Linked DNA regions of Oryctolagus cuniculus: region 1 is linked to region 2. The links are chromatin contacts, called in public Micro-C maps. All regions are on one chromosome and are shown on one strand. Each heading gives the region's core, a stretch centred on a gene start, on an enhancer-like site or on the middle of the called end of the contact. The rest is flanking DNA. Distances are from core to core; before and after follow the strand shown. Region 1 holds the start of FLNB (filamin B). Region 2 holds the start of RPP14 (ribonuclease P/MRP subunit p14).

Region 1 (5,752 bases), core at 2,096-4,595, 280 kb after region 2:
TCACGGGACCCTCATCACAGCCCAGGGCAATTCATCCTGTCACTCACTAAAGCCCCCACATCCCTGTTTTGTCCCAGACCAGAGGTACCCTGCTCTCACCAACACCCCAGACTTTCAAAACCTAGTGTTGGGGGTGCGCTCTGAGAGGGGCTGTGTGTTCCTCACCCCTGACACGGGAAGGCAAGTCAGCTCAGGCTCAAATTCAACAGTGGGCCAGACCCGGGCTCCTTCACCATTTATTGACAGACTGGGTCACCTTTGCAACTGCCTTCACTCATCCTGACATGGAGACAGCAACACTCCGGAACAACAGGAATGACAACACATTCTAGGCCCTTAACACCCCACCGCAGGGTCGGGGGCGGGGCCTGCCAAAGCAGATCCTTAGATGAGGCCGGTGATCGCCATCAATCACTGATTGCCGGGAGGGCTCCATGAGGGCAATCAGCAGAACACACTGAACACAGGAGGGTGTCTCCACTCCAGACAGAGCTGGGGCCATTGTCAGCGCGAGGCCACATAAGCAGCAATGACATCCAAGCTGGAACAGACAACCCCCCTCCCTTTTCTTGTTTTTTTCGAAGAGCCCCGGGGCAGAGGGAAGAGGCCTCAGGCCTGAAACTACACACACACACACACACACACACACACACATACACACTGCACTTGGCAAGGCATCCTCTGGTCTCCAGAGGCTGGAAAACCTGTTTGCTCTGAGATCTTTCTAGAGAGCCACTAGGCAGCCAATAACAGAGGCCATAAATGTGATTAGTCCACCTTTTGACCCAGGAATGCCATGAAATCATTTCAAAGAAAAAAAATGAAACCATGCCACTCACAGTAGGGAGAAATCTACAGAAAAGAGGCTGCCAACACCCCACCGGCCCACCTCAGAGGAAGGGGAGCCAACCCTGGAATGTGGGGACAACGCAGGCCTAAGGCTTGGGTGGGTTCGGGAAGGAATGAAAATATTGAAGACCAAGAGAAAAACGTGCAGCACCAGACATAGCCGAAAATGAGACCCAAGAGCCTGCGGCTCCACTGCGAACCAGTCCATACTGGAAGCAGCCGCCACCTCTGTAAACAGTTGGTAAATTAGGCAGTCAGGGATTTTCTGGTGCTGTGGGTTTTTTTTTTTTTTAAGAGATTTCATGTCATGTTCGCATATTCCTGGTTTACTTTAAGTTTCTTTGTTCGGTTAATTAAATAAATACACACTTTTTAAAACAAAGAAGAACAGATCCAAGTTGAGCCCAGCCAGGCCTGGAGACTCCTCTGAGAAAGGCTGGTTTCTGAAAAGGAGTCCCAGGAGAAAGAGGTGCTCCCTCACAGGAGAGGAAACGGCCCCCCCAGAAAAGACAACAGCACCCTATGTAGCCTCCCCTCTGCAGCAAAGCCACCCTGGGGGTGGGGGGCAGTGCTGGGAGGCAGGCTGGGCGGTGGCAGCTGCCTGGGCCCAGGAAGCAGGAAGCAGCCCTACCGAGCAGGTCAGGTGTTGGGGGAGGCTCAGCCCAAAGGGAACCCCCTTTTCAAGGGAGAAAGGGCCAGCAGCCACACCCTCCTCCCTTTCTTGTCTCTAAGTCACTATAATGGTCTGGTTTCCTAAGGAAGAGACTGGACCCAGTGGCTCCCTGGCAAGATATACAATGTAGCACATGCCTCCTCTGCTTAACACACACACACACACTGCACAGTAACATACTACTCACACTTGCTATGTGGACACACAAACTCTTTGCACACATATACATTATCCACACATGCTATGCAGACACATACATTCTCTTTGCACGTGCACATACTAGTCATGCACACTATGTGGACACGCTGCATGCACACACACACACACTTGCTGTGCACACACACATTCTCTGCATACACACACTGCACACACACGGCTCTGCACACACACATTACATTCCCCTTGCCCCTACTGCCACAGCTTTGAGACTTCCAGGAAGCCTGAAGCTGCCCAGGCTGGAAGGGGACCCCTCATCCTCACTCTTCCTCCCCAGCAGCAGAGCCCAGGCCCCCAACTCCCTCCTTCCTCTCAGGAAGACCCCGCTGTGGGGAGGATGGGGAGAGGGAAACAAAGCCTTTTTCTAAAAATCACCCATTTCCTTCCATTCCCAGCAGGACCCTACTTGTGTGTCCCCGGGCAAGCCAGTTAACCCTCTCGGTCCCGTATCTATAAAACGGGTCTAAGGACAGCTCAGCTCTCGGCGCGGACAGAACTTGGCAGGCTATTGGCTCAGAGGACGCTGCTCACAACGACCACCCCCACCTCGGCATTCTCTCCACCTGCGGCGACCGCCAGAGCCGCGCCGGGGGTGAGGGGCGGCGGGAGCGAGGACACACCCCCCGAGGCTCCCAGCCCGACCTCCAGCCCACGCCCATTCCGGCGACGGCGGGGGAGGGTACCAGGTCCCGGGCTCCACCTGGGCGGAGAGGCCTCCGGCACAGAGAACGGTCCTGGCCAGGTTTCCCCGCCCGGTTGCCCAGCCAACGCCCAAGGGGCGGCCGCCGAGCGCACCGGACTGGGCGCTGCGGGGCGAGCGCTCCAGGGCGCATCTGACCTTGGGGCTACGGGAGGGCGACGGCCTCCAGCGGTCCAGCTCGCGCAGGGCGCCGGAGCTCAGAGAAAGACCCCTACACACACCTCACCTCGCCCCCCACGACCCCAACCCTCGCCCACAGGCAGCCCGGGGTTCGCGGCAGACGGTGGCCACACCAGGTTCCCCGTCCAGGGAATGACCCCCGGCCAGGGTCCGCCGCCTGTAACTCTGAGGGCAACTCTCCCCCGCGTCGGCCCCAAGCCCAGCCCGCACGGCGGAGCGTGCGGGGCACTCACCGATGGACACGAGCTTGATGTTCTCACGGTCCAAGAACTCGAGAGCCACCGACACGTTCTCCAGCTGCATCTGACGGAAGGTGGGCCGCTGGTGGTACTTGCGGTACATGTGCTTCTGGCTGAGCACCTCGAGCAGCGCGATGAGCCGCAGCCCATCGCTCAGGTCGGTCTGCAGGTTCCCGATGCGTTTGTTCACGCACTTGAGGTGCTCGTTGCACCAGCGGGTGAACGTGTTCTGCTGGATCTTCTTCCACGGCGCGTCCTCCGCCAGGTCCTTCTCGGTCACCGGCATCCTGGCGGCGGGGAGAGCGCGAGGCGCAACAACGAGCTGCGGCCGGAGGCTGGCGTCGGCGCGAGGCCCAAGGGCCGGGGGAGCGAGAAACGCAGCGGAGCGGGAGTGGGGCTCGAACTCGCTGCTACCAGAGCCGCGGCCGGGGCTGCTCTGCGGCCGCCCGCCTCTCACCGCGCGAGGCGCCTGGCCCCGCGCCTGCGCGCTACGCCGCCCCGCCCCCGAAGTCCCGCCCCGGGCCGCCCCTCCCGCGGGGCGTCCCCAGGCCACGCTCGCCCCCTACCGCCCGGAGCGGGCACTGCGCCCCGCAGCCTCCCGAGCTAGGGCCCGCCAACCCCACAGGCTTCTTAGGGAAAGAGCAGCCGCTTGGCAGCCGCGAGCCAAGGGACCTGCAGAGGGAGGGGGTGGGCAGAATGGGCGAGGAGCGGCGTGGGTCCTGGGGTAGGGGGTTCGTCATCCACTCACAGGGTCAGTAAGGGTTTGCGCTGTGTGGCAGGCGCTTTTCTCAGAGCCTGGGGAGCAGTGGAACAAATAACAGAGAGAAGGATTAAGTCATCTATCACAAATTAGCTTAGCAGGAGGAAACGTGAAGACACGTTTGCCATTTGTGTTGGGTTTCTGCTGCTGCTCGAACGAGCTGCCGAAACTGTGTGTCTTAGAAGAAAAAAAGGCGGAGTTTATTACCTTGCCATGCTACAGGTTAATGCCCTGCACATGTGTCTCTGCGCCAACACCAAGGTGCTGCTGGGATGCGTTCCTTCCTCTTTCTTTGCCTACTCGGGCTTGTAGAAGCTGCCTGGGGGTCCCGGTTCACGACCTCCTCCTCGGGTTTCACAGTCTTGCAAGGTCAGGCCAAGTCTCTCCCACGTGTCCTCTCTCTGGTTCACCAGAGTCACAGTTCCCCTCTTCTAAGGACGCTTGCGATTGCTAGCCCAGGTGATGTCCCTGTTAAAGTCACCGATTGCAGGCTACATTCACAGGTTCTGGGGATCAGGATCTGAACGTTCTGCCACCCACACCACACATGCGGTCTTCACAGAAGATGAGTATTATGAAAATGCTTTGCATGGCTTTCAATTTTTTTTTTTTTTTTGCACCAAAATAAACTGATCTTTTAATTCCATTTTCCCATGAAGCTGCTGAAGTACTCCTAGTATTTTAAGTACCTACTCAGTACTCATCCAGTTGTTGTGCTAAGACCCAGCCCGCATGTATTGAGCACCTGCTGTGCACCTGTGACAAGCTCTGTTGCTAAGTAATTTTCTTGCTATAGGCCCCAAGTGACAGAGTTAACCTAGGAGTTAAGCGGCTTGTCTAGGCCATGCAGCACATCAGAAATGGAAGCTAAATCTGCAAGAGAAGCTCGGGTTGCCCTGGGGCCAGTGAAGAGGCTCTGAATCCAGGTTTGGGAGAATTGGGGCAGGCAGGCTTCCTAAGAGGGCACAGCAGGATGGCCAGCCTGGGCTTTCAGGCATTTGTGGGTATCCTGGGTTTTTGCGTATCACGCTGAGTGCTTTGTTCAGATACATGGCCTCACTCACTGGAAATGCTGACAGCAGCCAGAGGGAAGGAGCACACTGCCTGGCCCTGGCCACAGGGACTCGTTCCCACAGCAGTGATACAGTGAGGAGATTTGCTGGGGTCAGCTGGTGAGGACTGGACAAAGCTAGACTTGAACCTGGATCAGCTTCCAAAGGCTGTTCTCTGCCTGGGAGGTGCCTTTATCCTCCCGATGGGCCGAGCAGCAGAGTCACTAGAGACAGAGGTGGTGGGAGCCTCTGACTTTCCCAGGCTACAGGTCAGGGTTCCTCCTATGTTCTCCACCCAAACTCATCCATCAAAACTTATCAGCCAGTGTCTCACTCCTTCTAGGACCTCCTCCCTGCAAGGTGAGACTGGAGCTAAGTGATCAGCTATGTGTGTCACTGAAAAAGGAAAAAGAAGGGGCTGGTGCTGTGGTGCAGCAGGTTAAACTGTGATCTGTAATGCCAGCTTCTCATATGGGTGCTGGTTCAAGTCTTGGCTGTTCCACGTCCCATCCAGCTCCCTGCTTATGTGTCTGGAGAAGCAGCGGAAGATGGCCCAAGTCCCTGGGCCCCTGCACCCATGTGGGAGACTGGGAAGAGGCTCCTGGCTTCAGCCTGGCCCAGCCCCGGTCATAACCAGCAGATGGAAGATCTCTGTCCCCGCCCCCCCCATAACTTTGCCTTTCAAATAAATAAAATAAAGCTTTTTTTTTTTAAATGAAACAGGTAAGATGAATTATAGTAATGGATTTGATTTAATTTGATGTTAAGGTGACCAGCTATCCCAGTCTGAACAGAACTAAGTCATTTGCTGGGATACAACCCTTTGAGCCCTAGAACTAGGAAAGTCCCTGGCAGCCCGGGCCAAGTTGGTCATCCCACCCCATATATCCAAAACATGATCATTTCAGTGTGCAATTGATATTTTAAAATAGTTTTTTACATTTTGACTTTTTTTGGTACTGCCTTTCAAAGCTGATGTGTATTTCACACTCACAGCACCTCTGGCTTCACTTGGCCACATTTGAAGTGTGGATCTGTCTCTTTCTATGTCTCTGCCTTTCAAGTAAAATGAAAACAAATAAA
Region 2 (5,803 bases), core at 1,899-4,398:
GCATCGTGGTATAGCTGGTTAAGCTGCCACCTGCAATGCCAGCATCCCATATTGGAGCACCAGTTTGAACCCCAGCAACCCTGTTTCTGATCCAGGTTCCTGCTAATGCGCCTGGGAAAGGAGCAGAGGATGGCTAAAGTGCTTGGGCCTCTGCTACTCCTGGCTCCTGCCCAGCCCAGCCCTGGCTGTTGCAGCAATTCGGGGTGGAGCAAATCAACAGCTAAGAGCTCTCTTTGTCTCTCCCCTCTTCTCCATCACTCTGCCTCCAAATAAATAACCTTTAAAAATTAAAATGCTATTTTTCACACTTTTAATAAGAATATGACTTATTTTAAAGTGACTTCTTAGGACAGCAACTTATCTAATTCTGGTCAAATGCAGGTCACCCCACAGATACAAGGAAGCTGCTATATTGTTCAATATGCCAGACCACTGCCCTCACTTCCACCTCAGTAACAAGCCAGCTCCCATTTCTCCTTACTAAGCACCCAGTGTGCACTACGCACTGCACATGCCTTAGCTTCTGCGCCTTCAAAGCGATTTTATGAGGCAGACACTATTACCACCCTCATGGCTAGCGCCTGGCCCAGGCTCTACCTACTCTGCCATGGCAAGACTGCCCTGGAATGGTGCCTCTGGATCCAGAGGAAAAAAATGAAAACATAAAGGAGCCAAACCTGAGACCTGCGGGCCCCTTTCTGGTTTACTCTGAGTCAGCCCAGAGCACGAACAAGCAGCTGGCTGCCCCCCTTCCAGGTGAACCTGCTCTCGGTCCAGGGTCAGGTCTGGGCAGGACCACCTGGCAGCTCCGTGAGAGACTGAGGAATTCCTGGAATGGGCACTCAGAGCCATTGCTGAGGTCTGGGCCTTCCGAGAACTCAGAGCACGCTCGAGGCCCGCAGAGTGCTGCCCTCCAGTTCCTCTTCCCCCGGCCTCCCCCTCGAGCCCTTCTGCCGCCCTCTCGGGAATGCTCACGTTATAGGACGTCTTGACACTGCTTGTTTGCTTAGTATCTGGGCTCCCCGCTGCCGAGACCCAGAAACTGAGGCCCAAGCACAGAGAAGAACTAAGCCAAGGTCACAGAGATCCAGACGAGCATTTTCAAAACCTCTCAGGTTCAGGCCCATTTCCAGACGAAGAGCCCAGAGACAAGCACAAGCCGGACGGCAGGAGCTCCATCCACACATCCATTCAACAGACCTCAGCATTTTCTGTGTCTGGCTTGGAGGACACAGAGCTCAGAGAACGGCGGCAGCGGGGGACCCTATGTTCAACTGCGCCTCTGGCTTCAGGACAGCACAGTGACCGTCCACCTGCCCCCAGAGCCCCGCCTAACCAGAAGCGCAAAAACAGCAAAAATCGCATCTACTTCTTTCAGTGCCTGGCACATGACAGGTGCTTTCTCAAGTATTTCCAAGTGCTTCGAAGGAGTTGCTGACCCTGGGCATTTGGGAGATGGATACCGATGGTGGCTGCCCAACAGTCAGAATGCACTTAATGCCACCTAACTGCACACAACAATGGATCAGGCCAGCGCCGCGGCTCACTAGGCTAATCCTCCGCCTTGCGGCGCCGGCACACCGGGTTCTAGTCCCGGTCGGGGCGCCGGATTCTGTCCCGGTTGCCCCTCTTCCAGGCCAGCTCTCTGCTGTGGCCCGGGAGTGCAGTGGAGGATGGCCCAGGTGCTTGGGCCCTGCACCCCATGGGAGACCAGGAAAAGCACCTGGCTCCTGGCTTTGGATCAGCGCGGTGCGCCGGCCGCAGCGCGCCAGCCATGGTGGCCATTGGAGGGTGAACCAATGGCAAAGGAAGACCTTTCTCTCTGTCTCTCTCTCTCACTGTCCACTCTGCCTGTCAAAAAATAAAAATAAATAAAAAAAAAACAATGGATCAAACGATGTTTTACCTTACACATATATTACCAAAAAAAAAAGAAACAAACAAACAAAACAAAACACCTCTCCAAACTCATGGAACACATGAGCTCGCCAAAAACCGGACTCCTCAGTGACACCAGCGCCCTCTGCAGGCTGTTCTGAAAGTAAAGATGAGCCTGGCACGGCCCCCAGGCCCGCCACCAAACGGAAGCACGCCTGGAGTCACGGTCCACTTCCCCTCTGAAGCCAGCCTTCTCAGGGGCGGCAGGGAAGCCTAGAAACTGCTCTGTCGGTACCAAGGGTCTCCGATTCCGCCCCTGTGCCCCTCCCCCGCAGCCACAGAATCTACCAGACCCCACTCTCCGGATCTGTCTAGAGCGAGGCCAGACTCCGGGTGCGCCTGCCGGGAGGCCCTTCCCGCACCCCGCACCGCTGCTCCCGCCACGGCCCGCACTCGTCCCTTCCAGCACACGGGCCGCGCACGCACCAGGCTCTCCCGCCAGTTACGCACCGCCCTTCCTCCCGCCGCCTCCTTCTAGGCCTCCCCGACTCCCCTCCACGTGGCCCGGTGCCCATCCTAACACCGCGACGACCCCCGGCCCCGCCTCGGGCCCTGTTCGCCCCCCACCCCCCACCCCGGGCGTCTGCCAGCTAGTAACAGACCCGCAATTCACGTTCTCTCTCCCCCTCCTCCTCTCCTTGCCCCGGCAGGGTGTCCACGGCTCCGTCCGGCTCACTGCCCTTCTCCAGGGACCGACAATAGGGCCCCGCATACGGCAGGCGGTCTCCACACTTTCACTCAATTATTTCAACAAATCAACCCCCAGCGACTTAGGGACCTGCGTTTTCCATCGTTTCCAAGTGGCGACCGCCGCTGATGCAGCACACTGTCCCCTGGGCCCGCTTAGTCCTCCCGGCCGCCCGGCGCGGCCGAGACCGACACCGGGGAGGACGATCGGCTGGAGCCCCCCAGCACCTCCTCCGGCCTGGCTCCTCCCTCCCGGTCGCTCTACCCCGGCGCACGCGCCCGGGGACACCCGCGCGGCCGACTGAGCGCACGTCCGGAACACAACAGCCGCCCCAGGGCTTCCGCCTACCTGCTCTCGGTTGGACGAGCAAGACTCCTCCTCTGACTCCGGGTTCGCTCCGAATATCCGCCAAGGTCTGGAGCCCCTAAGGGACTGCCAGCGCCTGGGCCCGGCAAACTCCCGGTAAGTTTTCGTTTGGCTTGTTCCTGTCCCGCCCCCGGAAGCGTGCCGTCCTGGCGGATGTGACGTCACCGCGCGGCGTCCGCCCCAGGACCCATGGGTGAATCCTCCTCGGGATGTGAGCCCTGCGGAGCTCAGCGCCCTCTGGTGTCCACTCGGGAGAAACCTGGGGGCGCCCCGGGTGCTCGGAGTGCGGGTCGTGAGGTGTGTGTATGCAGCCCCGCAGAGTGCTTCATGGCATTCATTTATTCATGCATTCGGTTTTTCAGCCAGTAGATGTCTAGCATCTCCGCTGCTTAACTTCTGCTGTACCCAGCACCTCCCAAAGACGGACAGCACCTTCCCTCAGTGTCCCCTGTGGTTGCCAGCACATAGGAGGTGCTCTGAGTGGACACGAAAAGACCCACCTGGTCCTGTTTGCAAACGTAAGCCAAGCTTCATCCATACGTTTGTTCACTAACACCGCGCTGAGTGCCTGTTGTGCACTCAGCACTATTCTTGTCTGTGGTTTTTTTTTATTTTTTTATTTTTTATTTTTTGACAGGCAGAGTGGACAGTGAGAGAGAGAGACAGAGAGAAAGGTCTTCCTTTGCCGTTGGTTTACCCTCCAATGGCCGCCGCGGCCAGCGCGCTGATCCGAAGGCAGGAGCCAGGAGCCAGGTGCTTTTCCTGGTCTCCCATGGGGTGCAGGGCCCAGGCACCTGGGCCATCCTCCACTGCACTCCCGGGCCACAGCAGAGAGCTGGCCTGGAAGAGGGGCAACCGGGACAGAATCCGGCGCCCCGACCGGGACTGGAACCCGGTGTGCCGGCGCCGCTAGGCGGAGGATTAGCCTAGTGAGCCGCGGCGCCGGCCTTTTTATTTTTTATTTTTATTTTTTTTCAGATTTATGATTTGGAAAGGCAGAGTGAAAGAGAGATCTTCCACTCCTTGGTTCTCGCCCCGAATTGCCACAACAGCCACTAGGCGGACACCAAAAGCCCAGAACTCCGTCTGGGTCTCCCACACCGGTGACAGCAGCCCAAGGACCCAGGCCATCATCTGCTGAGTTCTCAGATGCATTAGCAGGGAGCTGGATCAGAAGCAGAGCAGCCAGGAGTCAGAGCAGTGCTCTGACGTGGGATGCCAGCGTCCGTTGCTGCCCCACAGTGCCAGCCCTAGGTGCTGGGAATTCTGGGTGCTGGGAATTCGGTGGACTTATTTAATAATAACAAAAACAATAATAACAACGGTGAGTATTTCTCAAGTGCTTAATGTGCGCCAGGCACTATGCAAAAAATTCTACACAGGTCACCTTGTGGAACCACCTCACAGTCCTGAGGTAGCTATTATAACCATGCAGGAGTGAAAACTGAAGCACAGATAGGCTAAGCGATTTGCCCAAGACGACGCAGTGAGAAGTGGTGGAACGGGCTGTCAGGTTCTAGCCGGCGCTCTCCCCGCTGCACTGAGGATTGGGTGGGAGGGAAGCTGCAGCATAAGCCCCCTGAGGACAGGGCCTTGTCTGCGTTGGCTCAGCGCTGCCAGTGCACCCACTCAGCATGCATTCACAGAATGCATTCGTTCATAAACGAGAGATGCTGATCCTGCTTTGGTTGGGAGTGTGGGGCGGCCAGTGTTGCCTTGCACAGCCAAGCCTGAGCCTGGGTCAGTGAGGCCCTTCTCCCTCATTGCTATTCTCAGATTTCCACCCTCTGCTGGTTCCTGAAACCTCAGGCCTTGGCCTTGGCCTTGGCCTTGGCCTTGGCCTTGGCCGTGGCCGTGCTCCCCCGTCATGTGGCTCCTGCGTCCCTTTCTTCTCCTTCAGAGGAGACAGGGCTTGGTCCACATGAGAAAGACATGGAAAAATTCAATGCAGACCTCAGACACAGTGGCACTTTCTTTCTCAAAAAAAAAAAAAAAGCTTGGATTTCAGAAGCTGCCATAACACACTTCCAAACATCCTTTGCCACTTATCCAGCTTCCTAGTCTCTCCCATGGAGTAGAGATCAGTAGCATCTACCCCACCGGGTTGTGAGTAGGCAGTACAAAGTGTCTGCCACCCAGGAAACACTCGGCATGAGAGTCCCTGTCCTCCTGCCGCCTGGTAAACACAGCCTGCCAGCCCGCGGGCCACAAATTCCAGAGCAGTGGGGCGGGTGCTTGGCACATACTTGGGTCCCTGCCACTCACGTGGGAGACCCAGACTGGATTCCTGGCTCCTGGCTTTAGCCTGACCGAGCGCTGGCTGTTGTGGGCATTTGGGAAGTCAACCAGCAGAAGATTCTCTGTCTCTCTCTCTCTCTCTGTCTTTCAAAATGAATTAAATAAAGGAAAAAAGAAAAGCAAGGACAGCTCACGTATTTGGGGGTTCAAAGAACCTTGGGTAACCTTCACCCTCCTCCTGCACCAAACCCCGACAGTGAGGTGTACCCAGGTATAAAATAACAGGCCACTGTAACTGCTTAGGCTAAAGGGAAGGCCGGGAGGCCGATGCTTCAGAGCTGGACGGCTGGCTTCCCCCTGCCCATGTCCTGATGCACACGTTGCATGTTCCTTGTCTCAGCTTCCTGTGCAGAGCCGCCGACCTAACCAGGTGTCACCCACCACACCCCCTGCAGACCTCAAAGGCCACCCTGGGTCTGGCGACAGGCCTTGGCCCTAACACCTGAGCCCCGCGGCTCCTTGGCGATTTCGACACCCCAGCATCCGCTTCCCCGGAGCCTTGTTTAATCCCCC

Evidence for each region. A called contact is a pair of places that touch in the nucleus more often than the background predicts.
Region 1: a Micro-C map of ear pinna shows a contact between it and region 2, with 4 times the contacts expected there. The contact joins the promoter of FLNB here to the promoter of RPP14 in region 2. A contact is called at or near these places in 3 of 6 Hi-C or Micro-C datasets (ear pinna, psoas muscle and an unstated tissue).

What each region holds. Positions count from the first base shown.
Region 1 is chr10:91,957,009-91,962,760 of mOryCun1.1, forward strand. It overlaps FLNB (filamin B), which reads right to left and starts at 3,346. Exons shown (of 46, transcript XM_002713267.5): 1 at 2,852-3,346. The coding sequence starts at 3,143.
Region 2 is chr10:91,676,341-91,682,143 of mOryCun1.1, forward strand. RPP14 (ribonuclease P/MRP subunit p14) reads right to left here and starts at 3,149. Exons shown (of 6, transcript XM_008260841.4): 1 at 2,975-3,149. It overlaps LOC127492327 (a long non-coding RNA gene), which reads left to right and starts at 2,957. Exons shown (of 3, transcript XR_007921560.2): 1 at 2,957-3,088; 2 at 3,355-3,510; 3 at 3,971-5,413.